Linked DNA regions of Mus musculus: regions 2 and 3 are each linked to region 1. Evidence: chromatin contacts called from public Hi-C data. All regions are on one chromosome and are shown on one strand. The core of a region is the stretch at or near the end of the contact, and the rest is flanking DNA. Distances in the headings are between cores, read along the strand shown.

Region 1 (3,464 bases), core at 775-3,274:
ACAGCAAAATCTAGGCCAGCAAGGTATACCTAGCCAGAGTGTTTCCAAAAACAACAACAATAATTGGCCAGTAGAGATAGAGGCATAATAGTTCATGCCTATAATCCTGACATTTGGGAGGATCACCATGATTTTGAGACCAGCCTGGGCTACATAGTAAGTAAAGTTCAAGTCAGAATTGCATAGCAAGACCTTATCTCCAAACCATTGAGAAATAGAAAGAAATTGAAGGAAATAAAGTAGATGGCATTCAGGTGATAATCTTGCAGTCATGCCCTCTTACTATTCACTGTTTGGCTAATAAAACACAAATTGACTTTTGTACTCTGAGTCCAGCTGTCTGACAGACATAATATTGTGCAGGAGTGTGGAATTCTGTTTCATCCTAGCATGGGGCATATGCATTGGCATCCCATTTTCACCTTTTGGGCACAGGATCCTGTTTTCTCATGGTACTGAATAGATGGGTGCCTACCTTTACCAACCCTCTGGTATCAGCCCACACATCTCTGTAGAACCAGCCATAGTGCAATATCCTATAGTCATATAGTTCTATAGGGTGGATGAGAGAGACATTTCTCCAAATGTTGGCCCCCTTCAACTAGCATATAATCTTAATTGTAATAAAACTCTCCATTTATTAGTCCAGTGATTTTTTTACACCTGAATGTATCAATAACAACTGTGAATTAATGACATTTAAATCAAATAACTGACCTTCTGAGCTCCATAATTTGTTATCCAATACAAAGTGGTCAGCCCTGACCAGTACACACAAACCATATTAAACTGCTTCGGCAAGTTGCATGTATATACTTATACATGTATATGTACATGCGTGTCTAACAATTACAATCAAAGAAAAACATGCTAATTTAAGAGGCAGTGATGGAGGTGACATGGGAGAGGTTTGAAAGAGATGACATGTGAAAGGTTAGAGGGAGTAAAGGTAAGAGGTAGAGTGAGGGAATTGTGTTTAAATTTATATATATATATATGCAAGAGCCTGTAGTCTGCCAAGTAGGCAGAGACAGCATTTCTTTATGGACTTTTTGTTTTTTCCTTTTTCAAGTTTCTGCTTGAGGTTTTACCCTGACTTCTCCAAATGATGAGATGTAACATGTATGCTGAAATAAACTTATTAACTCCTCAAATGTCTTTGTCAGAGTGTTAATCACAGTGAGAAAGGAAACTAAAGCACCACCGTAAAGGCATTCTGAAGTGTTCTTCTAGTGAGAAGTTACCTCCCTGAGACTTGTCTTCCCTTGTTCTCATTGCCATATTCAGTGGGGGATTCTTCAACTTCACCATGTAAGGGTTCTATTACCCTTCCCATTTCATAACACGTTGGGCATGGGCATCATTCTGATTTTCTCCCACAGCCTCCTGATAGGCCACTGTGCAAGAAGGAAATGTGGAACAGGGTGAGCTCAAGACACATTAGGAGGCGATTAGAGGGGAGTGGGAGGCGATAGGGAGAGAGAAGAAAAATACTGAGGCTCCTCTAGAAATTGTTGCCCTTTGTTGCTTATGTAGGGTTTTGCTGAGCTTATTTGAAGCCCAAGAGTTTGAAGATCCAGAAGTTCAAGATAATTTCTGTTCTTGCTCCACTATCTCTTTCTCCACACTTCAAGAAGCATGAGGAATGCTGTCTCCCTCCATGTGCTTGGAGCGTTAGACAGGACAGTATAGAATAGTGTGTGATTCTATGCAGACACCAGGCATCTATGTGCTTGTTCTGTTTATACTATGGAATATGAAACAGGGGCAGTCAAGACATTGCATCCAACACCTATGTGTTGGTGTTGGAATGTCTTCATTTTTAATTCTTATAACCAAATGGTGAGCATAGGTTGTTCCTAACCAGAGTCTGGTCCCATTGTGGGTGTGATAAGACTCTCCTGCAATGCTCTAGTGGCATCAGTCACTGGATGAAAGGTACTCAGATCCTCTGGCTGAGTTCTCTCAGGCTTCCTATAGCTGAGGGAGAAGGGCTTTCCTGCCATGGTTTTCACTGTTTTAGGAAATGTCTTTGAATGCTTGCTGTCTGCTTGTTAATAAGGGTGGTTTTCTTTTGGGATTGCTCCCACGCTGTCCTCTCTCCACCATCTGTTTCATCTCTCACAAATCTGGCTTACTGTTTTGTGAGGGTTCCCACTAATGGAAGATTGTAGCCTTACTATTCCTCTGTTCCACCCATTACCTCAGCCTAAACTTAGATAAACCACAGAGACTCCTTGAAACAAGCTTTGGGGTTAAGACAGAGTCTCCTTTCACCCATAAAATATAGAACATTTTAAAAAAAGCTCTTTCGAACAAATGACTCAAATTATCTTAGTTTAACCTTGATTGGAAAGCATGTATTTCAAGGTAGCGATGATTTACAGAAAATAATACACAGCCTCCAAAGAGAGCACACCATCTGGAAGACTTGCTTTAGTTCCAACTTTTGAAGAACTTAGAAATATTTAATGTCAAATTATCATAGAATATATTCACAGAGTAGAATGTGGCAATAATTGGACATGCATACACAGTACATAATGATTATCACAAATGAATCAATGAACAAATATGTCACCAATCCCACTCAGCTTCAGTTTTGCCAGAACTTGCTCATCACTAACTGAAAGCTAGCTCCCTCTGGCTGACATTGTACTGTTGTCCTAACATCTAGACTCTGGTAGCCACCATTCTGGACATTGAGTCTATAAGTCATACCACATTTGTCTTTCTGTGTCTGACTTATTTTTCGTGGTAACACATCTTTCAGGGTCATCTTTGAGTTGCACACGCTGTGATCTCCTTTTCATGACAATATATCCCATTGTATACATTACCTTCATTACATATTATGTATCTACTGATGAATCAAGAGATAATAAGAGTTGGCAGAGGCATAGATAAAAGGGAATCTTTTGTGGGGGTTGGGTGGTAATGTATATCCATGAGGGAAAGCAGCATGGTAAGTATGGTAGTTCCTCAAAATTGAATTGAAGCACATATGATGTATTATATGTTGGTGTTTTTCTTTGTTATTCCATTTTAGAGACCATCACATGGAATGGCTTTGCCAACATACTGGGCCTTCCATACGTAGCAAAGCCTTTCTGGAAACATTCTCAAAGACACATCCAAGGGAGTCTGCCTTTGCATGGTAAATCCAAGTCTCAACAATTGAGAATCAAGATCAACCATATCAGGAGTCTGTGAATTGTATATTAATAAAACTGTTTCTTCAATGTTTTTAAAACAAAGCAAAGATCAGTTGATTCTTAACTGTCACAGTGTTTGGTATCTCCAAGCAGAGGAAACAAGTTTCTACAAATGAAAAATCATGCTTAAGAAAATTAATTTGGTTTCTGGTAACCTATGGAAGTTCAATTTTCCCTTCTCATTGGTGAGGTTGCCTCCCTGCTCTTAGTGGAATAGGGCTTCTCTTAAACCGAGAGCATGACTGCTGA
Region 2 (3,888 bases), core at 103-2,602, 370 kb after region 1:
CCATGACTAGTGCCACACTTGCTGTGAGTTTTGACATCATAGATTTCTAAGATGATGATTTCACCCACTCCAATCTCTGACCACCTAATGGTCCAGCATGCTCATGAGACATGCAAAGCATTCTGTTGTTTCTGCAGTTAAATGCTACAACCTTCGGGGCTTGAATGTTCCCATTTCTGAGGTCCATGTCATGAAAACATAGTCGTCAAATTAATATGTTCATGGAAGCTGGAGCTGTGCCCTTTGGGTGCAATTAGGGCTAGATGAAAATATAACAATAACACTGCCATGAACGTTAAATGGATTTATCTGAAAAGGAAGGGTGATTTGTGCTATCATGCTTTCCCTGTTTCACCATGTGTTGCCCTCCACCATGTTATGATATGACACACAGGATGGTCTTATCTTCATATTAATCATAATATTAATGGGTTTATCAGAAAAGGAAGGTTGACTTGTGCTATCATACTTTCTTGGTCTCAGCATGCAATGTCCTCCACCATGTTATAAAGGAGCAAAAAAAAAAAGCCCTTAAGAGATGTTGACATCTTCATCTTAGATTTTGAGCACCCAATATTGTGAGAAATAAACTCCTTTGTAATTCACCCTGCCTATAGTTTTCTGTTAGTGACTAAAAAACAAAATTAGGTAATCTCCTGCTTTCCCATGAGCTCTCGGGACTGATGACTTTTTTTTCAAGATTGCACAGTCTAATTCGAATTTGAGAAGAATCCAAAACCACAAGTTGTAGTTCTCTGTTAGTCATTGCCTTCAGATGGGCCAAAGTAGGATGCCATAGAACAGATCTCTAGGAGCCCTCTGGGTCTCTGTGGGTCTGTCTCCTAGGCCCTTTGAACACTCTCAGAGGTAAGGGTGCTTCTCAGAGCACCTGCCACAGATGTCTTCTTTTTGCCTTTGAATTGTTTTGCAACAGGAATATGTATCCAGACAGTTCTGGGCTAACATCGTCTTTCTGGAGAACAGGGAGTGATGGTGTAAAGGAACTCAGCAAGGGCATTGGCTAACAGCTAAGAGGAACAGTTAGGGTATGTAGGGAAAAGACAACAAATCCTGGCAGAAGTACATGCTTCCTGCCTATTTTCCCAGGCTCAAGTGAGAAGAGCCACGATGAAAAGGGAAGGTCAGGGAAGATCTGTCCATGATCCTTAGGAATGCCCTTAAGACTCTGGGCTTGTTTCTCAACCTGTGGGCACTGTGACCATTTTAAGACAGAGGTGGGTGAGCTGCAGATGACAAAACTAAGTGCCAATCTCCTTCCAGCCACCCAAAGAGCCTGATGCCAGAAGGAATGGAGGAGGCACCATATGCTTGGTGCAAGCTCTTCAGCTTGCTTCATTCTCCACAAGCTGCTTTCTTGACAATGTGTGTCTGCCTGTCTCTTTAGGAGACTTGAAGAATGAGATACATATTCATTCATCACCCAGATGGGAAAGCAAGCCAAAAACTTCCCTACAGTGGCTCACCAGCTCCAGAGAACCAGTCCTTCTGGCTACTAGAAAACATTGCTTCTCCAGAAGCTGGCTACTTCTGAAGGAAAGAATGAAAAAGGTGCTTGATATGACCCCACTAGTAAATAATGAAAAAGTGACATCCAGGTAGGATGGAGTCACAATAGACAGCAGGTGGAAATGATAGTCATGCCTTGTTGTCATGTTCCATGGATTTCTCACTGGGTGTGTGAAGACTGTATAAGCAGGACTCACAGTTTTCTGCTAGTTTCCAGACCACAAAGCAGCCAACTGATAAAAGATTAAAGAATGTAACTATTGACTCAGTAAAAAAAAAATCACAATTATACTCTGAAGAGGTGAGAAATTTTCCACTCAGAAGTTTAAGCAGCGATGTGGATTGTCAGACAGGAAGTGATGAGTGAAACAGGTGATGAGTGAAGAGGTAGACTGATCAAGATGAGTGTCTCTCCTTGCTGAAACTGAACTTCAGGCTCCAGTCCCTAGGATTTGACTCAGTTGAGCTGGTCCCACTGCTTACCCATTAACTAGCTCAGAAGCTACTGCAGAGAGCCAACATATACCCTGATAATGCCTCATCCAAGCCGCTGGCTGCAAAGAGCACACAATGAAGCCAGGAGATATGACAAACTCATAAATGATTAGAGGCCAACAATTGATCCATCAACATGGCCAATATGTCTGATACAACACACCCAACAAAGGGCATGATACTGGGGTTGTGAACAAATGGAGAGGTGGGCAAGAGGAATCTTCATAACCAACCCAAGAGAAACGTGCATCCTATTTAGATTGTTGACAGTTTTGTAGGGAGGGGTAGGCAGTGTTAAAATACTAAGAGGCTGTGCATGGTGCATGCCTTTAATCCCAGCACTCAGGAGGCAGAAACAGGAGGATCTCTGTGCATTAGGGGCCAGCCTGTCTACATAGGGAGTTCCAGGACAGCCCAGACTACATAAGGAGACCTGACTCAAAAAATATTAAGAAGAGAGAGCCTTAATTTCTGACAGTAAAGGCTGACATCTGTTCATATTTCAGAGCGGTTCCTGCTTCATTTCTTGAGAATTATCTCTTTGTTTCCTTGGCTATTTTCCTTTCAGTGTTTCTTTTATTTATGAGGCTCTTTGGGGAGACTGGGGAAACTTTGACCTTCATCAGCCATCAGAATTCCAAATATCTTCTCCGATTTTGTTGTTTGGATTTGTTTATGGTACGATTTACTTTGCAGGATTTTTGCCGGTTCTTACATAATTAAAATTGCCACGATTAATGATTTCTAGCTTTTATTTGTTTGTTGAATGTCATCCTTAGAAAGTCCTGCCCATCCGGAGACTGCAAATAATTATGCATGTTTTAATTTTTCTTATAATTACATGGTTTCATATTTTAACCTTCAAAATGTTGATCCACTTGGAAAGTGTATTGAGACGTCTATTAATATCCTAGTTGTAGCTTCAACAGCAATTTCCTCAGCCAGTTGCATTATTATGCCAACACCACTTACTCAATAAACCATCCTTTTCTCACTAATTTAAGGGTAGTGGAGAGAGTTCCTTCATGTCGCTCTAAATTTCTCCCATACATCTGGTGCTATTTTGAGACTTTACATCCTGTGCCATTGATCAGACTTCCTATCCAGTCACCCACACCACACCTGCTATTTCTTCCAGCCTTAAACTCTAAGTGCAGTCCTCACCACCTGCCACCACACATCTGTTTTCAGATTTCCTGAGCTATCGATGCTTGTTTATTTTTTCCATGTGAATCTTAGGTAATTTTTCAAATCGAATCTCAAAACATGCCATTTTGTTAATCCATTTGAGATCAAGCAGGTCAACAAGAGACAACCTACAACTTCACATTAAGGCTTACATCTGTAGTAATTAGGAAATGAGCCCTGTGGTGAAGCTTACATGCCCGGGCTTTTCCACCAGCATCTCTGACTAACAGCAGGCTGAGGTAGCTGGCAGCACACTAGAACCAAGTGGTTCTAAGTGGTTTCTGTCTTTCTCCTCTGCCCTTCTTAGGGCTGGCTCCCATCCTCTGGGTCACCCCATCCAAAATATGCAACATGATAGCTGAGCTATACCCCTGATGTCCCTATTCCAGTAAGGAAGACAGTAAAAGGCAAAGTGGCCCTGTGCCAGTCACTTGCCGCCCCTACCCTCCACCCCCTCTTTGAAGGAGATTTCTTGGAAATCCAATTACCAAGTGTCACTAGCATAGCAAAAGTATAGTCTTCCAGAGAGCTGGAAAATGTGGTCATTTCAGCTGGGCACACCAGGCTAAAATCAGATTGTTCTTACTGAGAGGGTGGAAGTGAACTGAGGAGGCCAGGTGCAGACTCTTTTCCCTGCAGTGGAAAATAAGAGCTGTTGCCCGCTCTCCAGGTCTATTC
Region 3 (3,975 bases), core at 558-3,057, 500 kb after region 1:
TTAGGTGGAGAGCACTGAAATCAATCTCTGCCATGTAACAAATCCTATGCAATAGATCTTTTTTTTTAATTGTTTATATCCCTTTCAATTAGGTCAGAGTATCTGCCTACACTTTAGAGGTGACAGTGCTGTCAGAAAAGCTAAACAACGTGCCCAAAGTGACACATTAACCCAAGAGATTTATGCTAAATGATTGGCCAAGCAAAATATTTTTATGGGGCCTATTGTGCTCTTGCCTCTTGTATCCACTGCTCCAGAATTTGCTACTCTAGACCCTATCACAGATCCAGGGGCTCGTAGCAGACAATTACATTAAATTTTTGCCTTAGTACATCTGCAGACATTATGTTTCTGGGACTACAGGGTGTCATCCTGAATCCTGAAATCCTTGGCCAGTGCATCTTAGAATGCCTTGGTCCAAAGCTTCATCCCATCTTTTGCCCTTATATGTTACTAGAAGAACTGCTACCACTTGCTTTTCAAAAATGTCTCCAAGGGGAACCCGGGAGGCACCATGGCGTCCACTAGGGGCTTGGAATCAAGCATTCTGTTCTACTTGCAGCTCCAGCTCCACCTTGCCCCAAGCTGACACCCCTGTTGTTCCTACTTTCCCCACACAGGAACCTCCTTCTCAGACCCTGATCTTGGCCTGCCATCCTCTCCCATGGCTGATAGTCACTCTGAGGCAGACTCCAGAGGAACAACTCTTATGTATTCCGAGGGCTTCCAAGAGAGCCCAGCTTGATGTCAGGATAAAAGACAGAGAATTTAAGCACAGAATCCCAGACCTGTGGTCCTCTACAGCAACATGGCCAGGGGCTTAAAAGACCAGAGAGCTGGGGATTCCGGTTGCCAGCCAAGCCTGTGCTCGGCACATCTCCTTGGAAGCTTCCTACATTGATGGGGCTGTGTGAGCAGGGGACCCTGCCTTGGAGTGATACTGGGGTGAGGGAGGTCAGAAAACCCTACTGTGGAGTGCAGCATGGCTCTCCATGGCTCCCTGCTCTTGGGCCTAGCATGACTATACAGCATGTGCCCAGCCAGGACATTCTGAAGACCAGAGAGCAGCCTGGGGCATGAAGATGCCCCAACACTCCTCTTTCACACCTGCTCTTCCTCAGAGCTGCTCCCAAATCAGAAATACCTCTGGCTCTCCTCTGGTTCATGTTTACAGGACATAAGGCTGTCTTGGATCCCACCTGGCACCCTACCCTGCATTGGGGGAGCCTGGGCCTTCCTACAGCTCCCCCTGTACCTCAGGCTGTAGGAGAACAAAGCCCTTTCCCATGTCCCTCAAGCCTCCTGCGCCAGAATCGGCAAGGTGGTGGGCTTAGAGCCAGCACAGGTCATAGATCGACCTGGATTAAGAACCAAGTCACCCCAGTGTCCCCACTGCCTCTCCAGTACCCCTGGGCTGCAATGCCCCTTGCTGGGTTTGGACTGAGGAGACAATTGCCCTCTTCCTGAAACCCCTAAGAATCACAGATCTCGGGGCGCAGATAACAATAATAAAGAGGCAGAGCTCTTCCTGAAAAAATGTGAGACCCAGCAATCCCAGTCCTTTCCTGAGCCGATTCTGTGAGGGCTGCATTAGAATGGGCTCAAGGTCAAGAGCAGGAAATGTCTACACACTGAGAGGAAGGGCGACCTGAGCACATACTGCTTTAGAAATCACTCTGTCTCACACAAAATGGGAAAGCTTGCAAAGCCAACCCGCCTCGTGCCCACTGCCCCTTCTCCACCCCGGACAGAACAGTATGCTCACGCTGTTGCACCTACCCAGCCGCCCAAAAGAACCATCTGCCTGGGTGTTCAGCATCTGAGAGGCCCCTGGTCCTGGCTACATGGGGCCCTCTGGTGGTAATCTCACTCCAGCTCCTACAAGTTGGAAGCACAATTTTCCTCCCAAGTGGGGGAAAGGAAAGGGCGCAAGCCCACTGAAGAGGCGTTTATTTTTTAACTGCTAACAGCTCCCCCCACCCCGCACCTTCCCCCAGTTCCCCCTCCCCCCGCGCTCCATTAAAACTCATAGGACAGGCCCGGGAGTCATTCCGAATCCACTCTCGGGTGGATGAGACTCAGTCCACACATCTAACTTTCAGAGAATAGCATCAGCTGCCTATGTTGAAATGAATTTAACTTCTCACAGTCTTCAGGACACCACCTGATGGGATCAGACCCCACAGCCCCCTGTAGGACATCTCCCCCTAGCCATTTATACTTTGGATATTGTTTTGGAAATTTACTCCTTGGCATCAAATGAGAGGCACCGGGAATTTATCCGATGGGTGAATTTATGTCTGGGCACCCTACTGCTCATTCATAGAAACTGTCAGTGAATGCCAAGGTCAAACGGGCTGCTAAGGCTGCCTTCTTAGCCAAACTCAGTGCTCTTTTTAGGAAACTGAAAAAAAACAAAACAAAACAAAACAAAAATGGGGATTTTTACTTTTCACGTTTTGGCAGATGCTACTTCAGTTGTTTTCATGTAATGTCCTCCCTTCACTGCATGTGTATTTATTTAAAATTATAACCCTGGTGGACTGCGGCCTTCATCTCTGTTGGGAATGAGTTTGTTGCAAATCAGAACTGGGTCCATGATGACAACTTTCCCTCCAAACCCAGGCTGCAACCCCGCTCCCTCGATGGAAAGCCCCACCACAGAAGAGTTAAGCCAGGGGTTCAGGAGCACCATGGGCAAAGGCTGGTGTGAGGGTGGGGCCCAAGCTGCTGCGCCATCTGGTCTGTTTTTATTTAACTGTATTTAATTTGTTTTCAAAATTAAAAGTCAAATATGGTTTTTAACAGTTGTAATCCTCTTCAGCCCCTGTCTTATTTTAGTCTTGTTTATTAATTGAACTGTCCAACAAATATTTACCAGATGCCTGCTATGAACAGGCATTCTTCAGGGACCCAGCACGTAGAGGTCTTCATGGGGCTTACCCACCAAATACAGGAGACCGTGATAACAATGCAGCATCTCAGATGTGAGCTGCTGTCGGGAGAACAGCAGAGCTACTGTCGGGGGAACAGTAGAGCTGCTGGGAAAGGTGGGAGGGAGCAATGGGGTGGGGGGGCTGGGGTTCCATGAAGCATAGAGAGAAAGTCCTTCTTCATACGGGAATGGGAACCAAACAGCAACATGCCAATGTGCAGCTGAGGCAGACAATCCAGATAAAAGTGAAGTGTCCCCAACTGCAGAGTTTCCCCCATACATATAGTTCAGCAAAAAAAAAAAAAAAAAAAAGCAATGTGACTGCAACTGATCAGGCCAGGGAGGGGTGGGAGTGGGGTGACATGGGAATAAGAAAGCCTGGGACCATTTGGCCTCCAAAACTAGGGTAAAGTTTTTGGTTTCTACACTAAGTGAAACCAGAATCCACTGATGGAACGGACTGACCTTCAAGAAAAACCACTTTGTTTATAGAGCTGAGGACAAGTGGTCCAAGTTAGGGGGCTGGGGAGGCAGCCCCTGCAATATACCACCTACAAGATGATGGTGGGTTGGAGGAGGGCAGAGAGGAGCATCTGTCTTCCCAGCTTAAGAAGGGGGTTGTGTGTGGAATGAAGAGACAAGAGCCCAAATCACCTGGGACACACAATGGAATTTCTGTTTGTTTGCCCTGGACGGTGTGCAGGAGAGGTCACATAAGGGAGAGTGAAGTTGTGTTTCTGACCTTGTCATACACATATGCCATAGATAGTGAGGGACAGCTGTCTGTGTGCCTGCCTCAAAGATTGGGAACAGACACTGGAGGGTGCTGGTGTCCCACAGGAGTGGTCCCACACAGTGAGTAGACAAAAGGAAGGGAGAGTGAGTGAGCAGAGTCTCAGAGTAATTGGATGTTGGTGAGAGGAACTCTGGAGGGGCTGAGATCAGGTATGTGGTTCACAGGCTCTGCAAGAACTAGTCAATTCTGGAGAGCTAAGGTCGGCTGCACATGCTAGAGAGGTAGAGAAAAAATGTTACTACAG

What was found. Hi-C and Micro-C count contacts between places; a contact is called where the count stands out from the background.
Region 2: a contact with region 1 is called in a Hi-C map of cortical neurons, with 2.1 times the contacts expected there. The contact joins two enhancer-like sites. A contact is called at or near these places in 7 of 484 Hi-C or Micro-C datasets (cerebral cortex, cortical neurons, forebrain and 1 more).
Region 3: a contact with region 1 is called in a Hi-C map of cortical neurons, with 1.7 times the contacts expected there. The contact joins two enhancer-like sites. A contact is called at or near these places in 7 of 484 Hi-C or Micro-C datasets (cerebral cortex, cortical neurons, uterus and 1 more) and 1 of 9 other capture datasets (embryonic stem cells).

What each region holds. Positions count from the first base shown.
Region 1 is chr9:26,262,992-26,266,455 of GRCm38.p6, forward strand. No RefSeq gene overlaps it. Among named protein-coding and RNA genes, the nearest start is that of Gm39312, 230 kb to the left of the region's middle. Within about 2 kb of position 2,025, at least 9 of the 459 cell types and tissues checked have an H3K27ac peak or open chromatin away from gene starts, as enhancers often do. A contact at or near this core is called in cortical neurons and ventral hippocampal neurons, where this site is marked.
Region 2 is chr9:26,634,074-26,637,961 of GRCm38.p6, forward strand. No RefSeq gene overlaps it. Among named protein-coding and RNA genes, the nearest start is that of Gm30313, 86 kb to the left of the region's middle. Within about 2 kb of position 1,353, at least 6 of the 459 cell types and tissues checked have an H3K27ac peak or open chromatin away from gene starts, as enhancers often do. A contact at or near this core is called in cortical neurons and ventral hippocampal neurons, where this site is marked.
Region 3 is chr9:26,758,529-26,762,503 of GRCm38.p6, forward strand. It overlaps B3gat1 (beta-1,3-glucuronyltransferase 1 (glucuronosyltransferase P)), which reads left to right. Exons shown (of 7, transcript NM_001310766.1): 7 at 621-2,822. Among named protein-coding and RNA genes, the nearest start is that of B3gat1, 27 kb to the left of the region's middle. Within about 2 kb of position 1,808, at least 13 of the 459 cell types and tissues checked have an H3K27ac peak or open chromatin away from gene starts, as enhancers often do. A contact at or near this core is called in cortical neurons, where this site is marked.